Linked DNA regions of Mus musculus: region 2 is linked to region 1. The links are chromatin contacts, called in public promoter capture Hi-C maps. All regions are on one chromosome and are shown on one strand. Each heading gives the region's core, a stretch centred on a gene start, on an enhancer-like site or on the middle of the called end of the contact. The rest is flanking DNA. Distances are from core to core; before and after follow the strand shown.

Region 1 (6,495 bases), core at 287-2,786:
GCACACACACACACACACACACACACATATGAGACCCCTTGGGGGGAGCAAGATTCACTCAGATGTTAATTTAATTAATAATATCAAAAAGTAAAGGATTTCCATTTGCACTGCAATCAGTAACTATTAGCAAAGTGCATTTTTGGTGGTCACAGCAGAAACTTGGTTTTTTTTTTTTGGGTGGGGGGGGTGTTTCGAGACAGGGTTTCTCTGTATATCCCTGGCTGTCCTGGAACACACTCTGTAGACCAGGCTGGCCTCGAACTCAGAAATCCGCCTGCTTCTGCCTCCCAAGTGCTGGGATTAAAGGCGTGCACCACCACGCCCAGCTTAGAAACTTGATTTTTGAAACAGATGTTTAATAAGTGGAAATCTAATGACAAAAAAAGTCAAGTTCTTTAAAATATTAAAAAACCAGAGATCTTCTCCTCCAAGGCAATATTCTTGGATTAACTAAGCATAAGTAAGGCAAAATGAATACCTTATTTTCCTTTGAACATTCTTCTAACAGATGAGACTGTATCCATGCTTCTGATGTTTGTGCCTCTTTTGAGAGCTGCTCATCTGAATAAAAACAAAAGTTGTATTATTCAGCAAACTGCCTCTTTGAAGTCCCGGAACACCCAGTAGTCTCCCGACTCCTCTGCAAAGCCAGAGCTAAATTCTCCAGAAGGTTCTGTTATACCATCATCTAGGTAATTAGAGACTCATACAATTAGATAACAAAAAAAAAAAAAAAACCTCCCAGAAGGTCTCTCCTCCTACACTGTCACCGCTCCGAGGATTGCGCCTCCTCCTTTCTCAAAGGCCTTCGTACCGTATCACGTTCCCATCTGGGTGTAGCTAGGGTTAGGTGAGGAAGTTAGTTTAGTTCTAAGCCTTCACTTCGTTGTCAACCGCCCCCACCATCCCGCTACTGGTTCTTTTCCTTATCCTGTTAATCGAGGCCCCCGACTAGGGTTAAGATGAAGTCCCTACTCCAGTAAACGAACTGGACTCAGGAACCCGACCAATCTCACCTCAATCTAGCCTCAAGTAACGCTTCCCCTGCGACCTGGATTTGGCTTTGGGGCCGGCCAATCAGCAACTAGCAAAGCTCAACCAGCAAGCAATAAGCCAATCGGATAAGAGGTAAGTGTCTCTCCCCTCGGAACCCCGCCCCCTAGCACGTCCTCCTCTCCGAGGCGTCTCCCGGAAGTAGTAGTGAGACTCACCAAATGACCCTTCCCCCGCCCCGTGTACCCAACGCCCCCTCCCCCCGACCCCACCTCCAGCGCGATGACCCGCGGTTGTTCTCACCGAGGCGGCGAGGGGGCGGAAGGTTCTTGGCCGAGCCTTCGAAGGCCGCTACGCCCTCTAATCTTCCCCTGAGGCGCGAAGCTCAGAGTCTGTGTTGCTGCTCGGAGTCGACCTGGCGGAGAGAAAGCTAAGAGAGGAGCGTCCGATCTCCGGCCTTCTCGCACCGCCTCGGAGAACTAAGACTGGCCACCGTCTGCAGCGACCCTGCCGGTGCGTCTGGAAACGGCGCTCCCCGGAAGCCGAGCCGCGGCGCCCGAGTTCCGCATCTGCTGTGCGCAGGTCCGGCTGTCGCGGGCTCGGGTCAAGGCACTCAGAGCCCGTGGCGGCTTCAGGACCGAAGGCGGAGGCGCCTTTCCACCCTTTGGAAATGCCAGCTCCTCTTCTCGTATTTCAGTGTCCTTTGACGAAGTCTGGAGAAAAACGCATCTGTCAAGCTGTTCGTTGCTCATTACTACCCGGGTTAACTACCCAGTTTGAAATTTTCCCTTAGTGTAGTTCACTGGGATGAGGAAACTAAATATCAAGTGCTTGTGATGAGAAAGCACTTCGAAGCTCCCAATATTAACCATTCACGTTCTTTCTCTCCCGCTATCCCTTGTCTAATTTCTTTTTTCATTATATGACACCAGATTTACCCAACCATTTCTTGTGGTCCTGGTAGGGCCCTTTCCTGACACCCCCATCAGCCAAATGGCTTAATCAGTTTAATACGCGCATACTGCTGTGATTCATAACTCTTTCCTCCCTTCTTTCATTATTGAGTGACTTTGTTTTGTTTTGAGACGGGGGCTCATATAGCCCAGGCAGGCCTTTAGCTGGTGAGCTTCTTGCCCTTCTTAGGGATGTGCTACCATGTTTGCTGGGTGCTTTGTTACCATGATGTAGCAAGCCTTAGCATCAATGAAACTACTAGAGTAAAAGGTGATACTGTCTATCAGGAGGATTCCCCTCCTCTCTCCCCATCTGTTTAATATTTAAAACATAGGAGAGTGTTACAGATTTCTCCTGTAGAAAAGTGACCCCAATTGGGGAGACCAATGGCTTTAAAGTGGGTTGGGTCTTATTTAGGGTGTCCTGCTTGGTGATTATTTTCTCTCCCTTTGAATATTGATCCAAACTGTCTATATGTCCTTTTATGTTGTTGTTCTGAGGATAAGACTTTCCTTTGAGTTTCCTTCTGGAAGTAAGGTTATTGTTGGAGTTCCTTTCCCCAACTTCATCAGGGAGCTATGTGATGGAGACAGTGGTGGGTGTATGTCTCTGTGTAGCCTGACTTTGTTTTTTTTCTAGTATCCAATTGCTTCATGATTCTCTAAAGCTTTCTTTGTATAGCTCTATTTGGGATTGTGGTGGTTTGAATAGGAATGGTCCCCGTAGATCCATGTGTTTGAATGCTTGGCCATAGTGAGTGGCACTATTAGGAGGTGTGGCTTTGTTAGAGGAAGTGTGTCACTGTGGAGGCAAGGCTTTGAGGTTTTAGATGCTCAAGCTACAGCCAGTGTGAAACATATTCAGTCTCCTCCTTGCTGTCTGTGTATGGATTAAGATGTAGAGCTCTCAGCTCCTTCTCTAGTACCATTATCTCCTGCACACTGCTATGCTTCCCACCATGATGCTAATGGACTAAACTTCTACAACTATAAGCCAGCCCCAATGAAATGCTTTCCTTTACAAGAGTTGCCTTGGTCATGGTGTCTCTTTACAACAATAGAAACTTTGACTAAGATGGGGAGATGTCTATTTTTTTTCTTACTCTGACTATGTCTTTCAGAGGCACACATCAAGCCAGCCCTCTCATCTCTCACCTTACCTTGAAGTCCCTTCCATTTCTTTTTAATACTGGAAGTGGGACTTGTGAACAGACGTTCCCCCCTCCCCTCCAGGGACATGTTAAACACTCTACAAGGCAGATTGGTTAAAAGTTCCATGATTGTGTTACAAGTCAAAGCCAAATAACCCTGGGATATCTCTCGCCATGTCCCCCCACAATAACCACTTATCACCCATGTCTGTGTGTAACCTAACGTCCTTGTGACTAGCAGGTTAGGCCTTATGGAAAGTCCCTTAGCTTCCACCAACTCAAAATAATCTAAGCAGATAGCATCTGTGGCCAGTAGCACATACTTTCCTGCTTTTACGAGATCTGCCTGCCTGTTAACACCAACCTCCACCCTCCCTCCCTCCCTCCCTCCGTCCCTCCCTCCTTCCCTTCCTTCCTTTTGTCCTTCGAGATAGGGTAGCCCTGTGTAGCCTGGGTGTCCTTAGCTTTATAGACCAGACTGGCCTTGAACTCAGAGATCTGTCTGCCTCTGCATCCTGAGTGCTGAGACTAAAGGCGTGTACCACCAGATTTGGCTTTATCCATCAAGGTATCTTGAAAGTATCTCAATTTTATTTTCTTTGTTCTGTTACTATAAAACCATCATGAGCTGGGCAGTGGTGGCGCACGCCTTTAATCCCAGCACTTGGGAGGCAGAGGCAGGCGGATTTCTAAGTTGGAGGCCAACCTGGTCTACAAAATGAGTTCCAGAACAGCCGGGGCTACACAGAGAAACCCTGTCTCAGGGGAAAAAGAAAGTCATGAATCTGTTACTGCTACGGAACATGGTATTTGGAATAACTGAAATCTGTCTTCCCAAGCCGTGGCCGCTCACATTTGGCTCCAGGACAAACTCATTCTTTCTGAGGCTAGAACTGCTTTTGCATTAAGGGGTTTTGGTGGCTGAATGTGGAGCCCCAAAGATGATCCAATTTCGTAATAGGAGTCACTGGATTGTTGCCAGGCTGGGCCTCTAGTGCCAACTGTTTGGTGTTGATTCCTCAGCGGAATGCTGGTGAGTTGTTTCTGGGACTTAGACCTACCTTGGTTTGCTTTATTTTGCACTGGTTGTGAGGATCCTCTTAGTTTGGTTACTTTATTATTCTCCCTGTTTGCTTAGGGAGCTCTTTGTTTGTTTAAAGTCATCTGTTTCTTTTGGTTTCTGCCTGTGCCCGGTTCGGTTTGTTTGCTTTCAGGACATTTGGTTTGTTCATTTGCTTTCGGCTTCTCCTCCCGTGTCTAATTCATGGAAGGAGGAAATGTTCAGAGAAAAGCTGCCATGTGGTACTCCAGCTGGTTTTATGTTTGATAATTGTGTTAGTTTAACTTATATGTATTTGGAAAATGGGGAAATCTAAAGATAACTTGGCTTTATGTATCTCTTCATTGAAACATTTAATCCAAAATTGGATGGGGGTTGGGGGGGGGGGGAATACACACACACAAAACTAAAAACCCCAGAGAATTTAAAGTGAATAGGCAGCCTGTTTTGACTTAAAACAAAACAAAACAAAACAAAAACTTACATAAAAAAGAATTGATAAAATTGGTAGTCAACACAAGTTGACAGGCTCACTATATTGAAGTTAAAAGGAGCTATTAAAGATCAATAGGAAATTGGTGAGAAAATGTTAGAGATTAAAGAAATTTTGAAAAATTGAACTCTTCTCAACTCTCTATCCCTCCACCTGCAACCCCTCCCCTGCCCCGAGTCAGGGTCTCTCTGTGTAGCCCTGACTGTCCTGGAACTCCCTTTGAGGATGAAGCTGGCCTGGAACTCAGAGATCCACCTGCCTCTGCCTCCTCCTGACTTCTGTGATCAAAGGTGTGTGCCATTGGCACTGCAGCCACCGCAGCCACCACCACCAGGCTCAACTCTCTATTTTCATTCATATTTTTCTTTCTTTCTTTCTCTTTTAAAGATTTATTTATTTATTTTATGCATATGAACACACTGTAGCTGTACTGATGGTTGTGAGCACCAGAAGAGGGCGTCAGATCTCATTACAGATGGTTGTGAGCCACCATGTGGTTGCTGGGAATTGAACTCAGAACCTTTGGAAGAGCAGTCAGTGCTCTTAATGTCTAAGCCATCTCTCCAGCCCATATTTTTTCTAACCTTGATTTTTTTTTCTTCTTTGTTTCCAAGCAGAACAAAAGATTTTTGTAATCGTTTTAAAAATAAAACTTAAAAACTTCATGTGGTGGCACATAGCATTAATCTTACCACTAGGGAGGCAAAGGGGGGGGGTGGGGAGGGATCTGAGTCTTCAAAGCCTGCCCGGTCTATGGAGTGAGTTTCAGGACAGCCAGGGCTACACAGAGAAACCCTGTCTGAAAACCCAAACCAACCAAACCCAAAAAAAAAAAAAAAAAAAAAAAAAGAAGAGAAAAGAAAGAAAGAGAAAGAAAGGAAGGAAGCTAGAAAGCAAGAAAGCTAAGAGATTCCATAGCATATTTAAAATAGGTATTTTAGAATTACTTTATAGAACGTGTTGCCTGTGTGTATACACGTGCTGCACATGTGCATGGTCCCTGCTGGAGTTAGAAGAGGGCATCGGACCCTCTGGAACTGGAGCTATAGGTGGTTGTGAGCCACCATGTGGTATTGACAAATGAATCCACATCCTTTTCTACAACAACCTGTATTCTTAACCCTTGCGTTACCTCTTCAGCTCTAAAAAGTTTGTATTTCTAAAGGCAAGACTCTGCTGCCTCTCTCTGTCTTTCTCTCTCTATTTCTCTCTCTCTGTCTCTCTCTGACTCTCTCTCTCTCTACACACACACACACACACACACACACACACACACACACACACACTAGAGTCTCTTTATATAGCCCTAGCTGTCCTGGAACTCACTATATATACATGCTGACTTAGAACTCACAGTTATCTGCCTGCCTCTGCCTTTCAAGTTCCAGGATTAAAGGTGTTTACCACCATGGCCTTGATTAACTCTTAAATAGAAAAAGATAATGCATTAGTTACATATATTATTGAAGAGACCAAATACCCCAAGCTATGTAAGAAAGGAATTACTTTGACTATGAGTTCAAAGTATAGTACATCATGGTTGGAAAATCACAGTAGCAGGAATTTGAGGCAACTAGTGCTCAGCGGATTTCTAATTTTATTTAATCTGGCCCATGGTATTGGGGTGGGTTTTGAAGACAGGTTTCTTTCTCTGTGTAGTCCTGGCTGCCCTGTAATTCAGAAGTTCTGCTGGCCTGCCTCTGCCTCCCAAGTGCAGAGTTAAAGATGTAGGCCAGACAGCCTGGCATGAGGTGTGTCTTATTTGTAGACTTTGATGGGTGACATCTTCTCTTCAGGCCTTCTTTCCTATTTTCCCAATGAAGAGGGTTAGTGTGATGTTTT
Region 2 (7,032 bases), core at 1,956-4,455, 940 kb before region 1:
GCAGGGGTGAAGGAGGGTTTTGCTCTGTGAGGCTGAAGTTCCTAGCACCCAAAGGGGACCCTCAGCACCCACATGCATAGACACAGCCTCAGCTAAGGGGAGATCCTGACTGTCAAAGCAGGGTGGACTTTGGCCCTAACCAACTGTGGGTAGTGCCTTGCAGATAATGTGCTCAGGCCTGGGAACACTTAAGAGGTAATGCAAATACACTGAACTTAGAAAATGGTGAAGGTACTTGAGCCATTTAAAAAAATTTTTTTTTTTGGGGAGGGTATTTCTCATGTAGCCCAGGCTGCTCTTTAACTTGCTATAGAGCCAAGAGTGAGTTTCTGATCCTCCTGTCTCCCTTTGAGTGCTGTCGGGCACAGTACTTGCTTTGGTTTGCTTGCTTGTTTACTTTAGGAAGGTCCTTGCTATGTAGACCAGGTTGGTCTCAAACTCACAGAGATCTACCTGCTTCTGCCTCCTAAGTCTGTGAGACAGGGTTTCTTTGTGTAGCCATGGTTGTCCTGGAACTCACTCTGTAGACCAGGCTGGCCTCGAACTCAGAAATCTGCCTACCTCTACCTCCTGAGTGCTGTTTATTTTATTTTTTAAAGATTTATTTATTATATATAAGTACACTGTAGCTGTCTTCAGACACACCAGAAGAGGGCATCAGATCTCATTACAGATGGTTGTGAGCCACCATGTGGTTGCTGGGATTTGAACTCTGAACCTCTGGAAGAGCAGTCAGTGCTCTTAACTGCTGAGCCATCTCTCCAGCCCCCCTTTTTTAAAATAAAAAATTATTTATTTATTTTATGTATGTGAGTACACTGTTGACCTCTTCATGCACACCAGAAGGGGCATTGAATCCCATTACAGATGGTAATGAGCTACCGTGTGGTTGCTGCCAACTGAACACAGGACCTCTGGAAGAGCAGTCAGTGCTCTTAACCCCTGAGCCATCTCTCCAACCCCTCCTGTTTCTTGAAGGATCAGTAACATCACCCCAGAAGACCCGTGCTCTGCTCTTCCTCCATCTGTGTGAGTATTCCTAAGCATACCTCCCCGTCCTTGATGGTCTTTGCTGCCTTTGGTTCATGAAGTTTGGCTAATCCTCCACTCCTTTGTATTGGCCGTGATTCTGCCTGAACGAAACTGGAATACGATCCTATCAAAATTCCTTGAACTGCTGCCTACTCAAGGATTTTCTTTTTATCTTTTCTCCTTTTAAATTTTTTCAGTTTCTTAAAATAATAATAATATTATATTATAATATTATAATATATATGATATTATAATATATAATAATATATAATAATAATAATATTATAATAATAATAACCACTATGTTGAACTATTCTTCAAAATCCAAACCTGGAGGTCAATGGGAGAGAATGTATTACAATATTCAAATGACTGAATTTTTAAAAAAAGAACATAATCACAATAGGTATTTGAATTAATGATATTAAAGAGTTATGCGCTAAAATGGGCATGGTGGTACATCCCTTTAACCCCTCAGGGCTAACTCAGGAGGCAGAGGCAGGCAGGTCTCTGAGTTCGAGGCCAGCCTGGTCTACAGAGTGAACCAGAACATCCAGGGCTACACAGAGAAATCTTGTTTCAAAACAAACAAACAAACAAACAAACAAACAAACAAATGCAGAGCAAAAACCCAAACCAAAGCAAAATGAAAAATTTACTTCATTTTGGGTCTTACTATGTAGCTTTGGCTGTTCCAGAACTCTGTAGAGCAGGCTGGCCTGGAACTCATAGGGATCTGCCTGCCTCTGCCTCCTTGGTGCTAATAGTAATGATATGCACTACCATATTTGGCCTGAGCACCAGTCTCTAGTTCCAACACCGTTTCCTGTCTTTCCCTGAAAGAGGAAATCATGTCTAAGCCTAACTAAAATGTCAGCTGCTCTAAAACAACCCTCCTATCACAAGATGTTTCTTTGTTTTCCCAGAGAAGCCAGTATACATGTGTTTTGTAGGAATTCTGCAATAGTTAGTACACTAAAATGAGAAAGTTAAAAGCATACAGTCATTAGGCAGGCATGGTACTGACAGTATTTTAATCCCAGCATTTGGGAAGCAGAGGCAGATCTCTCTGAGTTCAAGGCCAACCTGACCTATACAGCAAGTTTCTGAACAGCCAGAACTACATAGAGAGACCTTGTCTCAAACAAAACAAGCAAGCAAGCAAGCAAGCAAGCAAACATACCAAGAAACAAGCAGAAACAGCTTTGGGGAGACCGTTTATTTTGGCTCACAATTCCAGATTACAGTCCTCATTGTAGGGGTGTCAAGGCAGCAGAAACTTGAAGAAGCTGGTCACATCGTATCCACAGTCAAAAGCAGGGAGAAATGAATTAGTATCTGTATGCTTACTGTTTATCTCCCTTCTTATACAGTCCAAGACCCAAACCCACCCATAGTAGACTGGCTCTTCCTGCATCATGCCCACAGGCCACCCTGTCCCGGAGGGATTGTCTAACACTTTATTAAGACTCTTCCAGTCGGGCGTGGTGGCACACACCTTTAATTCCAGCACTCGGGAGGCAGAGGCAGGCGCATTTCTGAGTTCGAGGCCAGCCTGGTCTACAGAGTGAGTTCCAGGACAGCCAGGGCTACACAGAGAAACCATGTCTCGACCCCCCCCCCCCCAAAAAAAAAAGACTCTTCCTAGATGATCCTAGATTGTCAAGGTACAGTTAAAACTATTACCTTTCTTAAAAGAACATATTGTCCAATTGCCTTCTAAATATTTATGTTTGGGGACAGTGCGATGGCTCATTGGGTCAAAGTGCATGCCCCCAAGCCCGATGTGTGAGTTCTATTCCTGGGACCTATGTGGTGGAAGGAGAGAACCCACTCCACAGGTTGTCCTCTGACACACACTAAATAAACCTAGACAAATGTTAAAATATTTATGTTTCTACACATAGACTAATCCATCTCTCAGACTAGGGCAGAAAAACTACTTTTTGTAGAGACTCATTAAAATATATATATATGGAATAAATAAATAAATAAATATATATTTATTTATTTATTCCATATATATATGGAAGTGCAATAGAGCCAGGAGATGGGAACCTGGAGTGGCCATGACCGACCATAGAGACATACCTCCTTCTCGGACCTCCGAGCTTCCTAGAGAGGAACCGGACGTCAGCCCTTTCCATAGGGCACCTGCTTGACAGCATCCGCCACCCACTTCCGGTCCGCGCAGGCCTGGGCAGGTGCTAAGCGCGCAGTCAAGGCCCCGGGCAGGCCGGGTCGGGGCGGGGCTGGACGGAGCAAGCTGCTGCTCGGCGGGGCAGCAGCGGGCCAGGGGTCGTAGGCTCCACGCACAGCGGTGATCTCAGGTAAGATCCATGCGGGTCGCGGTCGGGCCAGGCTGGGGGCCTAAGGTGTCCAGGACCCGCAGGAAGACCTTGACCCTGGGACTCCGAAAAGGGACGCTAAGCGTTTTTAGACGCAGATGCAAGACAGGGATGGGAAGAATAGCCACGCGGCGCCTTCTGTCTGCCAGAGGCCTGGAAGATCCACGGGGGCCGCTTGCCCCAGGGCACTGGCGGACCGAGCTAGACAGTAGCAGGGACGTTCGAGAAAGCTGGATGAAGCAGAACGATGAGTGTTAGAGGTGGAAAGATGAGGAATCAGTTTCACAGGCGGACAGAGAAATACCATATGTAACATAAGGACGTGGCCTGCCGCACCCTAGTTGCGCTAATGAGCACAGCGCCTTACTGCTTTGGGCTTGGGGCCTGTTTTGTCAGCCCGCCTGCCCCGGAAGTAAACAAGACTGATTCTGGTTTTTTTTTTTTTTTTTACGGTCTGCATCGCAGCCTCTTTTTCCTAGGGTGTTATGTTTGCTACTCACCTGTCATTCTTTCCTCCCTTTCTCTTTCCTCCTTCCATCCTCTTCTGCTCTCCCTCTTTTCCAGTTTCATCGTACCCAGGTTGGCTTGGATCTCGCCATCCTCCTGCCTTGGCCTCTCAGGCCACTAACGACAGGCCTGTTACATCTTTCTTTTTTTCTAGACAGGTTTTCACTATGTATCTCTGACTGCCCTGGAACTCACAATGTAGAGCAGGTTGGCTTCAAACCCATAGAGATCGGCCTGCCTCTTATTCCCAATGTTGAAATTAAAGGTGTGCACCAGTACACTCAACTTTTTCTTTCGTCCTTTTTTTTTTGATATATGTATATGTGTGTGTGTGTGTACGTACATGTGTATAATATATGTGTGTGTGTGTGTGTGTGTGTATGTGTACGTATATGTATATAGCTGAGTATAGTGGCCCACAACTTTTTTTTTTAAATTTGTTTATTTACTATATATAAGTACACTGTAGCTGTCTTTAGACACGCCAGAAGAGGGTATCAGATCTAATTACAGATGGTTGTGAGCCACCATGTGGCTGCTGGGATTTGAACTCAGGACCTCTGGAAGAGCAGTCAGTGCTCTTACCTGCTGAGCCATCTCTTCAGCCCATATTTTTATTTTTATGTGATGAGTTTTTTTTTTTTTTTTTTCCTTACTGCATGTATGTCTGTGTACTGTATGCCTGGAGTCCAGAAGATGCAATAGATTTTCTGGAACTGGAGTTACAGACTCCAGTCTGTAAGCACACACATGGTGAAGCACCATGTGTGTGCTGGGAAGTGAACCTGGGTCCTCTGCAAGGACAGCAAGTGCTCTTTAATTGCTGAGCTGTCTCTCCAGCCTCACCTTTCTTTTTAGACCCCAATGTTTTGGGAGGGAGTCAGCTATAGCTGCCTGCATATTCTTTCTGTCTCTTTTTTTTCCTATGGGCTTGGGGCCTGTTTTGACAGCCTGCCTGCCCTGGAAGTAAACGAGACTGATTTTACGGTTTGCATTGCCGCCTCTTTTTCTTCTGGTGTAATATTTGCTTCCTTTCTGTCATTCCTTCTTCCCTTTCTCCTCCCTCCATCCTCTTTTCCTTTCCTGTTCTTCCAGCTTCCAGTGTCTGACATTTTTGTACATGCATATGCTATGTCTTGAGTATATATGCCCTAACTCTCCTCTCACACCCCTCCAAGGGACACTCAAACATCTCCTCCCATTTTCACGACCTCTTTTTTCTTGGTCTGAGGGCTGATTTTACTGGTTGATCCTATGTGGGTCTTGTGTAAATGGCGTGGCTGCAGTCAGTTCACAAGTGCCATGGCTGTGCCGTGTCCAGAAGATAGCATCTCACTGAACTCTTTTTGCCATCTTCTGACTCCTGGGTTCTTTCTGTCCCCCCTTGCACTATGTTTCCCGAGCCTTTGCTTTGTGTGGGGTGTTGATAACAGATGTCCCATTAAGGGCTGAGCTCTCAACAATCACTCATTCTCAGCACTTTGACCAGTTTTGAGTCTCTGCATTAGCTGCAAGTAGACAGAGGCTTCCCTGGCCAAGGCTGAGAGCAGCACCAATCTATAGGTGTAGACATAAATATTTAGAAGGTGGCTTGACATCATGTCTGTTTTAGAAATACCGCAGTAGTAGGTTCTCCCTTAGGCTCATAATCTCCCTGGCTATGGGCTTTTGAGCAGGTTTACAATCCCAGGTATGAATTCCCTCCGTGGGCATGTCTTGTCTGTCAGGCCATTCCTTACTGGAGCACACAAGTGTCACTGCTGGGAAGTACCCAAAAGTGATGGCTTTTCTCCTCCAGTGGCCTGTGCAGCGCCTTCCAGCACTATGAAAACCAGTTAACATGGAGGAAATGCCAGGTCAACTCCAGCTTGATTTTTTTTTTTTTCCTGTGTCCAAATGTATTGTGTCTTCTGCAGGGTTTTACCATCTCGTTACGATGGGCAATCAAGAGCAGTGCAGTAACCTGTATGGCATGGTATTTACCCTGAGGACACTGTCATAGTCAAGCCACTAGTGTATTTGTTGGTTTCAACCTTAAAAATTTGTCTTGATTTTGTCTGCTCTACTGTCACCACCCTGACTGATCTAAGCCCAAGCCAGTTGATAGGGTTTTCATGATAGATGTCAGAATTCTCAGACAGTCACTGGTGTAGACCCGGAAATGGATGGGCTGACCTTCCGTGCATCTTCTCTTCTCAGACGGGTCACCCTTGTTGTCATCCTCAGCCTTGCCGGAGCTTGAAGATGCTGAAAGAGCGTCTGGAGATGGCAGGAGATCCTCAGCAGCAGATGGGTGCTCCAGTGGTCAAACTGGAGAAGGAGCTGCCATGGGGCAGGGGAGGGGAGGACTCGAGTCCCGAGGCATTTCGGTTGAGGTTTCGGCAGTTCCGCTACCAAGAGGCTGCTGGTCCCCAGGAAGCCCTCAGGGAGCTCCAAGAGCTCTGTCGCCGGTGGCTGAGGCCGGAGCTGCACACCAAAGAGCAGATCCTGGAGCTGCTGGTGCTGGAGCAGTTCCTCACCATCCTGCCCCGAGAGTTCTACACCTGGATCCGGGAACACAGCCCAGACAGCGGCAAGGCTCTGGTGGCCATGGTGGAGGAGCTGATGGGGAGCACGGAGGCCAAGGCGGTGGGTGAGAAGAGGGTGTCCAGGCCTTCCTCGGTTGGTGTGGGAATCAGAGATGAAGAGGTTAAGAAAGTGGTGGGAATAGATGAGACATGGGACCTCCTCCATTGTCCCCCAGTTCCCAGAGGTCCTTTCCTGGAGAGTAGCTGCATTTTAGCAAGAAGATTCAGGAGTTGAGGAGAGGCTCAGTGGGTAAGCACTTCCTGTACAAGCATGAGGCTTTGGGATTAAATCTCCAGGACCTATAGACAGGGCACATAAGGTAGTATGCACGTGTGGTCCCAGCAGTGAGACCAGCGGCAGAGAGAGGAGAGCCCTGGAAACTTGCCGGCCAGGGAGCCAGGCATACTCAGCAGTGTGGTCACCATAAGGTGGAAGATGAGAACCAACACTGGAAGTTGTCCTCTGACTTCCTCACATGCTCAGTGGCACATGTACTCACATGTACTCACATGTACTCACATGCACACACACCTGCATAAACACACACTCTCACACCCACCATATACACACTTAAGTT

The links. Capture Hi-C pulls out chosen DNA fragments and counts their contacts.
Region 2: a promoter capture Hi-C map of liver shows a contact between it and region 1. The contact joins the promoter of Zscan25 here to the promoter of Rnf6 in region 1. A contact is called at or near these places in 6 of 39 promoter capture datasets (cranial neural crest, embryonic stem cells, frontonasal cranial neural crest and 3 more), 6 of 484 Hi-C or Micro-C datasets (B cells, CD4 T cells, CD8 T cells and 3 more), 13 of 115 datasets of contacts at active chromatin or transcription factors (the 230-238 cell line, astrocytes, effector CD8 T cells and 6 more) and 4 of 9 other capture datasets (adipose tissue, embryonic stem cells, liver and 1 more).

Annotation. Positions count from the first base shown.
Region 1 is chr5:146,219,921-146,226,415 of GRCm38.p6, forward strand. Rnf6 (ring finger protein (C3H2C3 type) 6) reads right to left here and starts at 1,537. Exons shown (of 5, transcript NM_028774.3): 1 at 1,300-1,537; 2 at 482-564. Gm38745 (a long non-coding RNA gene) reads left to right here and starts at 3,797. Exons shown (of 2, transcript XR_868694.1): 1 at 3,797-4,133.
Region 2 is chr5:145,277,266-145,284,297 of GRCm38.p6, forward strand. Zscan25 (zinc finger and SCAN domain containing 25) reads left to right here and starts at 3,206. Exons shown (of 6, transcript NM_001081431.2): 1 at 3,206-3,362; 2 at 6,087-6,515. The coding sequence starts at 6,132. It overlaps Gm38740 (a long non-coding RNA gene), which reads right to left and starts at 3,784. Exons shown (of 2, transcript XR_868692.2): 1 at 3,124-3,784; 2 at 2,241-2,321.